Regions from separate parts of the Ovis aries genome. Here region 2 is linked to region 1. Evidence: chromatin contacts called from public Hi-C data. All regions are on one chromosome and are shown on one strand. The core of a region is the stretch at or near the end of the contact, and the rest is flanking DNA. Distances in the headings are between cores, read along the strand shown.

The links. A called contact is a pair of places that touch in the nucleus more often than the background predicts.
Region 2: a Hi-C map of hypothalamus shows a contact between it and region 1, with 1.9 times the contacts expected there. The contact joins two enhancer-like sites. A contact is called at or near these places in 3 of 16 Hi-C or Micro-C datasets (blood, hypothalamus and tail adipose tissue).

What each region holds. Positions count from the first base shown.
Region 1 is chr17:50,501,035-50,507,683 of ARS-UI_Ramb_v3.0, forward strand. It overlaps TMEM132B (transmembrane protein 132B), which reads right to left. Exons shown (of 11, transcript XM_027980250.3): 5 at 3,462-3,608. Among named protein-coding and RNA genes, the nearest start is that of TRNAG-CCC, 150 kb to the right of the region's middle. Within about 2 kb of position 3,312, at least 6 of the 54 cell types and tissues checked have an H3K27ac peak or open chromatin away from gene starts, as enhancers often do. A contact at or near this core is called in hypothalamus, where this site is marked.
Region 2 is chr17:50,575,833-50,582,481 of ARS-UI_Ramb_v3.0, forward strand. The region is part of intron 1 of TMEM132B (transmembrane protein 132B); the gene reads right to left. Among named protein-coding and RNA genes, the nearest start is that of TRNAG-CCC, 71 kb to the right of the region's middle. Within about 2 kb of position 2,504, at least 11 of the 54 cell types and tissues checked have an H3K27ac peak or open chromatin away from gene starts, as enhancers often do. A contact at or near this core is called in hypothalamus, where this site is marked.

The DNA of each region.
Region 1 (6,649 bases), core at 2,062-4,561:
GTTGTCACAATTCAGAGATTACAGCTTTCAGTGGGATGTTTCATTTAGGGATATATTCATAGATTCACTTTGTTAGCCCGGCAAATACAGTCCATGAGCTTGTATTTCACACCTCATTTGATCTCACAATTCAACAAAAAAAAAAGTATAAAAAGAAGCAATTATTTATTTAGATTATGGAATGGATTTTAGAAGGATATTAGATAAGCATAAATTGTCACGCCAAAGCAACAGTCCTTGTCCTTCTAACATCCCCAGGGAGGTCAAAAACAGAAAGTGAAGAAAGAGAAGAAGAGGGCGTCAGAATGCCTGATAATTACATAACTCTGGTTATGAAAGGGCTTTTTTCCTCTTGTAACTTTATAAATCTCTTCTAAAGAGAATGCAGAATTGATTCTCTGAAAACCAAAAGTGATAACCGCAGCCTGTGCTTGTCCTTCAATTTAAAACATCAACACTTGATCAGTCCAATGTTTCAACCAAATCAATTCCATGTGCATAAACCATGGAGAAGGACATTTGAGACCCACACAGTAATTTCTGAGGGTGCACGTCCAGGCAGCCCACTGGGGCTGCTCCAACCCAGCAGGAGGATCCAAGCAGGACTTCCTAGCCACTTCCTATTTCTACCCTCCTGTTTTGCCCCAAGAACCCTCTCTCATACTTGAAGTCCAGGTCGTTCGGGTGGGTCCAGCCATCCCTTACTTTTACAACTGGCTGCAGTGATTGGTTCAGGGTGAGTACGAGATCCACGTTACTCCAAGCAGAGCCAATGATGAGCAGCCCGAAGACTTGTGCTGGACACCATGGGACAGAGCATGTTCTCCCTGAGGAGACCAAGCCAGCAGGATGGATGCTGGGAACTGCTGGTGGTCAGCTTGCCACCAGGAGGGAGAGCCTGCTGGAGATGATACCAACCCAGAGGAAAGACAAGGAGACAGGTTGCTAGGGATACTGCATCCAGACACTCTTGGTTCTGGGAGAAACCTATAGGTTTCCCCACCTTGAACTTTTCCACGTGCTCCTAGGAGCCCTTTTTGCTTGGACTTCATTCATGCAGTACCTAAGGGTATCGGTCAAAGCCCACCTGATAAACACGCCAGCAATAAAAAGGAAGCCATCCAGTGGAGTCAAAGCAGAAATCAAACCACAATCCTTGACAGGTCCCACTTTTAAAGAGTGTGCCGAACACTGCTAGCTGACCACGCTTCTTCCCTGATAGCAAAGACCTTCTTCCAGTACAAAGCCTGAAAATAACAGCAAATATTCACTTTCCCAGACTGTGCTAATTCTTGAGCAAAGGCATGGAACCCACTGCTTACTGATGATATCTAAAAGGAAGACTTGAAGGGGAAATCATCTTTCCAGTTGGAAAGGTCTTCTCTCCCAGCAAAAAAGATACATGAGGAGAAGCCCCCCTCCCTTCCAGTCTTTGTATACAACTAGACAAGTTTGTGATGTCTGGAACTGCTTCAGCCATCTTGCAGCCACGAGGAAACAAGCTGGAGGATGACAGCCAACAAACTGGGCATGATACAGTGGAAAGACAGAGCACACCCCCGGGCAACACAACTGTGCTGCGAGATTAACCAACCACGGAAACACCCACCTCCGAATTTCTTGTCACATGAGATCACAAAACCCTACTGTAGCAGCCATTTTAGGTGGGAATTCTAGCACTTGCAGCTGAGCCCAAATACGTAAATCCTAAGCTCTCTTCATGTATCAACACAGGATTCAGGGGTGTTCAGATAGCAAGTAGAGATTTCCAGGGAAATCATGGGTCAACTGAGGTCTCAGACTAAAGTTCTGCCAAGGGACGTAAAGGACAATATCCAGAATGTTGATTTGGGAGTGAGAGGCACCCAGAACCCAGATCCCCTGGTCAATACCCTTAATAGAAGGCTTTTTGGTCACTCAACCTGAGTCTCTCTTTCCTTTTGAAAGAGATCTTCAAAAGCAGTCAGAACTGAGTTCTAGCTGAGGTTGGCTGAGGTTGCCCAAGATGAAACAGCACTCAGCCTAGAAATCCACTGGAAAAGGCAAATTCCACCCAATCTCTCCATTTCTTATGCTCCCACCACCGACCCCCTCATTCATTCACCAAATGCTCCTTCAGTGCCCAACATCATGGACCTCAAAGCGTTTAAAAACAAGGAAATAGAGACTTCTCTGGCAGTCCTGTGGTTAAGTCTCTGCACTTCCACTGCAGGGCATGTGGGTTCAATCCCTGTTTAGGGAACTAAGACCCCACATGCCCCACGGTACAGCCAAAAAGCCAAAAAAACAAAAACAAGAACTAAAGAAAAGAGAACAGGTTATGACGATAGAAGGTGGTAAGTAAGAGATCAGAAAGGGGCTCTTTGCCAACCTGAGAAGTTAGGTCTCATCCTGGCTGAAGGGGGAGCTATTAATGGCTTTAAAATGGGTAGGAAGACTCCCCTGGTGGTCCAGTAATTAAGAATCCACCTTGCTACAAAAAAAAAAACAAACAAACAAACAAACAAAAAAAGAATCCACCTTGCAATGCAGGGGACTCAGGTTCAATACCTGGTCAGAGAACTAAGATCCCACATGCTGCAGGGCTGCAGGGCAACTAAGTCTGCACATTGCAACTACTGAGTCTGTGCACCACAATTAGAGAGAAGCCCTCAGGCTGCAACTAAGCCAAAATAATCCAGCCAAAAATAGATAAATATTTGGGGAAAAAAAATGGGAGTATGGCATAGCCAGCACTGCTCAGTCAAAAGAGAAGAGAAGACAGGCAAAGAGATCGTAGAAAAGGCTATTGCAACAGGCCTGAGCTCATTCTGCTTGTTGGGAGCCCTGATGCAATATTATTAGCAATGACCTCCCTCTGCCTCCCAGGTGAGCTCAGCACCATAAACCCAAGGGTGGTATCTGAGCTGGAGAAGATCCGCCAATGATGTGAAGTTGACCTAACTTCACATTCTGAGCCCATATGCCAATACCCAGGTGTGATATCTGCAAAACAACCACCTTTAAGCACTAAGAGACAATTACTAGACAGCTTAGAGCCACCCTACATTTGCTCATTAAAAAAGTACTTTTCCCACTTGCCTCTTGAATCATTTCTATTTTACCCATTTCATTCTTCAGTTCTTCGCTGCCAACAATAACAATAATAAAATTTAAAAATAATGGTTATCAAACCCTGCACCATGACAAATGTGAGTGCAGGTAATTTTTGAGATTGCCAACCTAATCAGGTCATTGATGTATAAAGAGCATAAAGGATAAAGCCTTCAGCCAGCATCACATCCCATAATGGACCTATTCAGAAGCTGCAGGACGGAGCTGCACTGATGAGCTCAAAAGAACACATCGCCCATTAAATGCAGAGGCATTGCTTTATTTATACACACATTATTTTGCTATCAGCATCTGCAGCCATCCCCAACAAATGGCTGCTGAGGTACCTGAAGGATCCCAGCGCTTACCTGCTCTGTGTGTCCGGGTGATGGCCCACGCATGTGAGAGTGGCCGTGGTCTGAATGCTGTCGTTATCTATTTCTTCCTGGACTGCCCACTGGTCCTCGCTGCTGACTCTCACCGCAGTTATTTTCACACCGGCTGCTGCCTTAATTCTGTCGGGTAGAAAAAAATATATATATGACCATCTTAGTTCAAAACAGAGAGTCAAAACAGGGAGCTAGAACGATCTCCCCTTTCCTCTGGGAGATGCAAGAAAGAGTGCCAGTAAATGGCTTTCCTTCAAAAACTAAGTGTCTTGTTATCTTTACAAGTGCCCCGAAGTAGGAGCTCCAGCATTCTGCCACATATGTTAATTTTCTGTTTGATTGGTGTGTTAGGAACCAGATCACTTTCTTCTTCAGGGGCCCTGCAGGATGGAGACAAAACAGATGTGTCTGGCAGGCATGGATAGGATCTGGGGGCCGGTTCTTCCCTGGGGGTGGATGAAGAAGGGTTCTCATAAAATAGAAGGGTCTGAGAGGCTGCAGGGGCTGTGCCAGCTGCAGAGGCTCTGTGGGAAAGAATGCCAGTCTCACTGGGCATTTCTCACCCGCCACTGTCAAGGGCACCTCCTCATGTGCTCCAGGACTTTCTGCAGACTCTACAGCACGTTCACTCATAGCTGCTGCTGCTGCCGCTGCTAAGTCGCTTCAGTCGTGTCCGACAATGTGCGACCCCATAGACGGCAGCCCACCAGGCTCCCCCATCCCTGGGATTCTCCAGGCAAGAACACTGGAGTGGGTTGCCATTTCCTTCTCCAATGCATGAAAGTGAAAAGTGAAAGTGAAGTCGCTCAGTCGTGTCCAACTCTTAGCAATCCCATGGACTGCAGCCTACATTGCAAGAGGCATATGAGCAACAGAGATGCTGGCGTTTGTTTCCCCAAAAGACCTGTACAAGAAAGTTCACGGCAGCACTGTCATATTAAACCCAGTAAGGAAACGGCCTACATTGTCCATCAAAAGCAGAACTAAAAAAATATACAGTCACCCAATGGAATAAGACAGAAATACCAAGAATGAACAGTGTAGTACCACACAGAACTACATGGATGCTGTGTTAGTTTCAGGCGTACAGCAAAGTAAATCAGTTATACATATATTCCCCCCTTTTATTAGATTATTTTCCAATATATGTCATTACAGAGTACTGAGTAGAGTTCCCTGTCCCATACAGTAGGTCCTTATTAGTTATCTATTTTATATACAGTAGTGTGTATGTGCCAGGGCTTCTTAGGTGGCACTAGTGGTAAAGAACCTGCCTGCCAGTGCAGGAGACGTAAGAGATGCGGGTTTGATCCCTGAGTCAGGAAGATTCCCTGGAGGAGAGCATGGCAACTGACTCCAGTATTCTGGCCTGGAGAATCCCATGGACAGAGAAGGATCTGGAGGGCTACAGTTCATAGGGTCACAAAGAGTCAGACACAACTGAAGTGACTTAGCACACGTGTGTATGTCTTCCAATTTATCTCCCCCACCTTTTACTCCCTTGTAACCATAAGTTTATTATCGAAATCTGTATTTCTGTTTTGTAGATACATTCATTTGTAGCTTTTTTTTTTTTTAGATTCCACAAACCAACTATACCCCAATCAAAAGTAAAAATAAATTTAGGAATTTATTAGAACAATTTAGGAATAAATTTGTGTGTACTAATTGACATCTCCAAACAGATATCAACTTAATATTTATTAAAACAAATTAAAATCAATTTTTTTAAAACTACATGGATGAACCTCCTATATTTGGAGGTTGAGTGGCAGATGCCAGGTGTCAAAAAGCACACACTGTATAATCTCATTTATAGAAATTTTGCAACCATTAAACTCATCTGTGAGACTGACGTTAGCATCTGTTACCCTTTGGAGCAAACAGCTGGATGGGTTCCCCCGGGGGGCTCCTGGAGCACTGACAATGTTTGTTTCTTCTTTTGGGTGCTGACTGCACTACAGGTTGTGAGGATCCACCCAGCTGTGCTCACATATATGTTGTTTTCTGTTTGTTCCATGTGGACTCTTACATACACTCATAATCATTCATTTGGTAAAGAATCTGCCTGCAATGCAGAAGAGCCGGTTTCAATCCCTGGGTCAGCAAGATCCCCTGGAGAAGAGAATGACAACCCCACTCCAGTATTCCTGCCTGGAGAATTCCATGGACAGAGGAGCCTGGCAAGCTACAGTTCATGGGGTCGCAAAGAGTTGGACACGACTGAGTGACTAACACTTTCACTCTCAACCATTCAGTATAAAGTTCCAAACAAAGCAAGCAGACTTCATGTTGCTAACAGGAATGCAAGTCAAGGCCATGGAGAACTTTCACTCTTGGACATGACTTCTCCACTGTGCAAGTTCAGTGGGAGTTCCCAAGATGAGTTAGACCATTGCCACCCTGGACACACCTAGGGGCTTTTCCCCCAAACCTCCACCACCCCTCGAGGTGTCCAGGACACAGTGTAACCTGAGACTTTGACCTTGTCTATGATGGGGAAGAGCCTCGGAGTCCAGATGAGCATTCCTCCCTGTTGGCCCAATGACAGGCAACAATCCAGCAGCTATGGACAAGCAAGAAAGACACCTGGACTGCAGGCCAGACTCCACCCAGCAGAGACAAGAGAGGGCAGAGACCCATAGCCTCCCCATCGCGTTCTGCTAGGTCTCTCCAGTCCGCAGCATCTGCTACCTTGTAGGGCAGAAGAAGACTGGCCCGGTGAGCACATCTAAGTGTTTGTGTCTTATACTTAAGCCATCCACTTCAATGGTTTGGTTGTCCACACAGCGGATGTGCAGTAAAGGATGAACTTTGGCCAAAGAGATGAGTCTTTGCCCTCAACTCTTAGGAGGTGACCTCTAAGCCCTTGTGGTGTTCTATCTGATTAGAGCATCTTTGTTTACCTGGGAGCCCTGGGTCATATGGTATCAACTTGAACCTCTGGAGGGACTAGAGACTAAGGTCAACCAACTAGGCATTCAACTAGGCATGATCATGTCTGCATGACCAAGCTTGCAAATTAAAGCTTCAGTGAGTGTCTCTAGCTGTGGTTGCATGTAAGTCAAATCTCTCTGTCTGCTTGAGAAGATATGATTTGAGAACTCTGAAATCATCAATGCCATGAAACAATTTTCTACCAAAGATTATCCACCCAGTCCTCTAAT
Region 2 (6,649 bases), core at 1,254-3,753, 74 kb after region 1:
GGAAACTCAATAACGTGATTTGTTATTGTGTGACTGCATTACTCAGAATGTCATATGTGGAGTGTCCTTGCTTTGCACTTCTCACTAGTTCAGACTAGCCCTTCTCATCTTCTGGCCTTTGTTGATAACAAAAATGATTCCTTCAATTCAGAGAAAACCCACACCACGCAAGTCTGAACAAAATGGGGATTTAATGGCAGCCATGGTTGGAGAGAGAGGCTACCTTCAGGTCTGGCCGGAATCAGCATTTAAACAACGTCATCCACATGCAACTTCACAAACATCCTTCAGTGGGTGAAGGGATAAATATCTGGTGGTGTAGCCACTGAAGGGGAAACAACTTGATGGATAGTTGTTTCCATCTATCCAATAAAGCAAATGATGGATATCCACACAATATGGATAAATCTCAAATGCATTTTGCTGCCAAAAAGAAGGCAGCCTCGAAAAGCTACCTACTATACGATTCCATATGTGTGACAGTCTAGTAAAATCAGAACTGGAGGCATGAGGGACAGAGCAGTGATTGCCAGGGATCAGAGGCTGAGATTTAACTATTTCACTGCAAAAACTCAAAACAAAGGATTAGGAATGGGGTGATGGAACTGTTCTGTATCCTGACTGTTGCGTTGGTTACATGACTCTATATATTTGTCAAAAGCTCACAGTGCTATATGCCAAAAATGAACACGTGAAGTAACTACAGGAAGGGAAACAAAGATTGCCCAGTTGTAGTTGGGCAACTACTGTAGTCTTTGTAGTCGTTGCCTAGAAAATCTACTTTAGGAAATCTTTAAGACTGTTGTTTAAGGCTTAAGAGTTTAAACAGCATGAGCTCAGACGCCTTCAACATCCCTGCTACAATTCTTTAGGCTATTCAACTGCTTGAAAATTTATTTTTGCCTACCACAAAAATAAATAAGAGGGGGACTTCCCTGGCAGTCCAGTGGTTAAGACTCTGCTTCCTCTACAGGGGCCTGGTCAGGAAACTATTAATAAGATCCCACATGCCTTGCAGCACAGCCAAAAGGATAAAAAAGTAAGAGTATTTTCTGTCTGAATTAATTTCTCCAGTTAATCAGGTAAGTCAAGGTACCCTAAGATGCAGGAAGTGCAGAGTTGTGACCAGAATAGACAAGCAGAGGACACAGCCTGCCTTGGGGGAACTAAAAATTGTAACTGAAAAGAGAAGATATCTACACTTAAAAACCTGATAATAAAAGAAGGTAAAAGTTGTATTGTTAACTTGCCTGATATGAGTTATGTGTGCCGCCAAATTTGAGAAAGAAGACATCAATATTGATTGGGAATCATCACAAATGTATCATCAGTAGGATCCAGTGAATAAAATAATAGTAGTTATAGGGTCTTCCCTGGTGCTTCAGTGGTTAAGAATCTGCTTTCCAATTCAGGGGACGTGACTTTGATCCCTGGTCAGGGTATTAAGTTCTCACATACTGTGGGGCAACTAAGCCCTCTGGCCACATCTAAAGAGAAGCCTGCAATCAGCAACCAAGATACAACAGAGTCAAATAAATAAACAAATAAAATATTTTTTAAAACAGTAGCAATAACTAGGAACTAGGAAGTGCCTACTATGTGCCAGTCACCATTCTGCTTTATTTATATCACCTCTTTACCTGATCCTATGAGATAGGATATTATTTTCAGATTGCTATCATTATTATTTATACAATTATATAAGTAATATAATTATGTCCATTTTATTGATTGAAAAAATGAAGGCACAGAGAGGTCAAGAAACATGCCTAAAGTCACACAGCATGAGAGGGGTGGAGCCAGGATTGGGCTCCAGAGTCCAGGCTCCAACTGCTATTCTCCACTGGCTCCCAAAACATTTCTCCTCTGTTTGATCCCATGACAGCTGCTGCTCAGACTCAGTCACCTCCCTTCACCAAAGCAAAGAAGGGCTCCATTATTGCTTCTGACTGATCCTATGACCCAGAATAAAACCCACAGAGAACACAAAGAAAGAAATAGAAACCTCCTCTGGTGAGTGGTGAGGGGAGTGAAGTGCAGAGGGACCTTTGCCTCGCCGAGGGTGGTTGGGGTTGGGGGGGCACAGGGAGTGTATGGGAAATCTCTATACCTCTTAACTTCACTGTGAACCTACACTGCTCTTAAAAATAAAGTCTTCATTTTAAAAAGTAAGAAAGAAACTTCCTCCCCACACTGGCCCCAGGGGTTGTGCCATGAACCCCTGTCATAGGTAAAACCAAAACAACCCTGGGGAGTCTTGGGAAAAACAAAACCAAAAATCCCTCAATCCTCTTTTTCTCAAATTTAATTCTGAGTTTATTTTGTGTTGGGCAGTCATCCCGGAAATGAAGGAACACAGAGGACAGCATTGCTGAAGGAGGAGGTAGCTCCCTGCACCCAACCCAGGACACTGGCTTCCCGGCCCGCCCCACATCGGTGTCCCTGACCCAGGGCTCCTCTCTCCTGCCACAGGTCGCCTCTGCAGCAACAGGGGTCTCGTGCGCTGCAACACTGCCACCTAGTGGCCGAGGCTGTTCCACGCTGCAAGAAGCAAGTGGTTGGTTCCCCATTTCCATAGCTGAAATGGGCAACACAGTTTGATTTGGAGACTTTAACCAAGACTCATTGCTGCTTTCTGATAGAAAACGATTAGACAAAGCATGATGACTCTCTGGGACCAGATTCTTTGTTGGCAGGCAACAGAAACCCCAACTCTGTTGGGCTTCAGTGAGAGAGGGGGTCACCCCTGCCCCAGACCTCAGCTTGGGACAAAGGGGACCACAGGCAGCAAAATGGTGAGGGGAAGGGGAGAAGCACCCAGCACAACTAGGGTCCCTGTGCTCTGGAAGGACCTGAAAGTACACCCAGGAGGGAGGAGGCACCACAGACCCCCAGAGACACTGCCGGGTTTTCCCTGCCACAAACTGGCTACCAAGCCCAGTGATCTACAAAGGCAGCGAGCCAAGCAGAGCTCCAGGCTGACCCCATGATCTTTTCCCTCCCGTGTCTTTGTCCACTAGTTTCACCCTGAGAAATTGCAGAGAGGAGAAGAAATGATTTTTGTCTGAATCTTTCACATCCTTCCAGGGAAATTCTGGCAGTTTTATGAAAGGGCTTTTCTTCCCTCTTTTTCAGTTCTACTTGCTCCAGGAGGAAATCTCTCCAGCCTCTGACTCAAAAACTATCCATGTTCTTCCCTCTCAGTGACCACCTGAGTGCTGAGAGACCCAAGCAGGGTAAGATGTGAAAACACTGATCCCAACATTGATGAATTCAGCCTGCGTGGTGACAGTGACATGGGGACAGGACCACCCGGCACTGAGATATCTATTAGGGAACCGTCCCCACGGAAAAAACACAGCCTATCACCTGCTGTACATCCAACCAGAGGTCACTCAGGTCCTGCTCACGTGCCTGGCTTCCTTGAAGTCCCCCCAAAGCCAAGGAGTAGGGGAGGAACCTGGGCTCCAGAGCAAGTGACCTTGGCTGGAAAATCAGCCCATTTTTCAACCATCTGGTCACCGTGGTGAGCACCCCAGCCCCCAGGAGGAACATGGGGGAAAAGGAGACAGGAGGATGATCCTAGGAGTTTGTGGGCATCAGATGGGATGGATCAGGCATACCCACTACCTTAGTGTTGCTATCATGAAATGCCATAGGGTGGCTTAAACAAAAGACATTTATTTTCTCAGAGTTCTGGAGCTGGGGGTCGAAAATCAAGGTGTTGGCCAATTTGATCTCTGGTGAGAGCCTGCTTCCTTGCTTACAGATGGCTAGCCTCTCCCTGTATCCCCACATGGCAGAGAGAGGGAGTGCGGGTGTCTCTTCCTCTCTCTCTCTCTCTTTTTATTTTTAGCCATGCCACACAGCCTGTGGACTCTTAGTTCTCCAACCAGGGACTGAGCTAAAGCCCTTGGCAGTGAAAGCATGGAGTCCCAATCACCAGACTGCCAGGGAATTCCCTGTTCCTCTCTTTTCAAGAGCACTTATCCCACCACGGGGGCTTCACCCTCGTGACCTCGGCTAAAACTGATCACCTGCCCACAATTCACCTCCTGATACTATCACATTCAGTCCATATGACCACCCATCCATCACGCATCCATTCACTCAGTGCTTATCATGGGCCAGTCCTGTGCCAAGCACTGAAGGTAGGGGGGGACCATGGACCAATGCAGCCCTGCCCCATGAAATTTTGTCTAGTTTGGGGGTATGAACATAAAAAGTCATTCCCATAATGAAAAACAAGAGTCATGACAGAAGAGGGGCTTCTAATACAATATTGTTTTAAGATGTTTTCTGATGCAGACTATTTTTAAAGTCTTTACTGAATTTATTACAATATTATTTCTGTTTCATGTCTTGGCTTTTGGGCCCCCAGGCATGTGGGATCATAGCTCACCAAGCAAGGCTCGAACTCACACTCCCTCCAGTGGGAAGTGAAGCCTTAACCACTGGACCACCAGGGAAGTCCCCTGACGCAGTCTTGATGGAACCAAAGCCGATGGGACCTGCAGTGGATTCAACAGTATCCACCAAAACCTCATGTCCACTTGGAACCTCAAAATGTGAACTAAGGGACTTCCCTGGTGGTCCAGTGATTATGAATTCGCCTTGCAATGCAGGAGACGTGGGTCCCATCCCTGATCGGAAAACTAAGATCCCACATGCGGCGGAGCAACTACTTAAGTCTGCTGGAGCCTGAGCAACACAACTAGAGAGTCCATGTGCCACGAGAAAAGATCCCGTACCATGCAGTGAGGATCCTGCATGCACAGCTAAGACCCAACGCGGCCAAATAAAATTAAATATTTCTTTTAAAAGTGACTTTCATTGAAAATTAGGTCTTTGCAGATGTGATTAGGGCATACTGAATAAAAGCCAGTGGGTGGTATGTTTATAGGGGAAAGAAGAGAGATTTCCACACATAGAAAGCCATGTGGATGAAGATGGGGACAGAGAATAATGGAATGAACCAGGTCAAGGGGTTGAAAGAGGGTCTGGGAGGAGAGCAGCACGGGCGAAGGACCAAGGGTGGGGGACACACAGCACTGCTGCAGCAGGTGGGGGAGGAGAGAGACGCAGGCAGACTCGGGACAAGGGGGGCTCCAGGTCACACAGGGCCCGGTGGGGCCCCTTCATAGTGCCTGGACTTCATCCCAGGCCTAACGGGAAGCCTCTAAAGCGGCTGGCGTCACAGGAACATGGCACCACACAATGCGGTTGGTAAGCCAGTGCCCTGGGATGATGGAGGATGGACTGGAAGCAGGAATGACCAAGACAGAGACAGACACAAAGGTCCAAGTCATTAAAAGGTAGTGACCTCGTTATACAAATGGACCAAAGAAGGCTCCTGTCTGCTAACCAACCCCCACACTTTATTTCTTGAGAACTCAGCTAGAACCATTAGCCCAAAGACTGCTGATGCCAAACTCAATTTTTTACATATGCAATTGCTTTAAATGTAGCCCAAATAACCATGGTTTTATAGCCATTTAGATTCTGCTTATTTTGCATATCCCAGGCACTCAACATCTGCTACCTTCCATAAGAAAAAACCCTGGACAATAAAAGATCCCCAGGTGTTATGGCCTTCTGGAGCTCCCTGACCTCCCACTGAGCTCTGGACACGTGAGCCCCACCTGGGGGTGAGCCTCACCCCCAGCTATTGCCCATCTCCCCAGGGAAAGTGCTGCCTTTCCCGTGGTTCAGGTCATCTCATGGTCATATCTTTTGGTTTATCAGCTCCAATTTCCTCAAAGTCACCATGCTCTCTATTGCAGAAAGGGCCAGTAGGATGGAGTAAGGTTCAGGAGATTTTGAGAGGACTGGGGGATTACCTAGCTATGGTGGGAGGGGAAAGGGAGCTGGAGAGGAAAGAAAGAATTAAGAGTTGTGCTGGGCTGAGGCGCGGGCAAAAGGGTGAGACAGTCACGAAGACCAAGGAGAGTATCCCTGGGGGAGGAGGATGCACTCTAACTTGGGGCATAGTGAGTCTGAGAGATGAGTGGGCCCACCTGGCAGAAATGCCCACAAAGTGATGCATTAGACACTGCAGCCACAGCTCAGCAGGACTCTGAGGGAGGGATGTGGATGCTGCCAGAAAGGAGGTGGCAAGAGCAGTCGCTTGGGGAAGCAGCCCAAAGAGACACCCACAGAGCGGGAAGTGACCCCTTAATGTGGGGGGCTCTGGCAGGTGACAAGGAGCCTTGAAGAGAAGGCTCCAAGGGGCACTCACGATGTGGGGCAGGGGAGAGATGGATTTCTAGAGAGATGGATGTTGTTATCAGAAAAGCCATCATTGGGGTACTTCCCTGGGGTCCAGTGGCTATAATTCCGAGCTCCCAATGCAGGAAGCCTGGGCTCAATCCCTGGTGGGGGAACTAGATCCTGCATGCCATAACTAAGACCCAGCATAGCCAAATAAATAAATATAAATGAGTATTTTTTAAAAGAACAGCTATTAGAGTGCTAGGAAGACTTCTGAGAAGGAGGGATCCTTCCCTGAGAAGAACCCGAGCATTTGACAATAACTTGGATGAACTCAGCAGAGTTTCAGTGGAGATGCAGTGGCGAGAAGCAGAATGATGGCGGTGAGGAGCAGGCAGAACAAGAGGAAGGAAACACTGAAAACAGACAACTCTTTCGA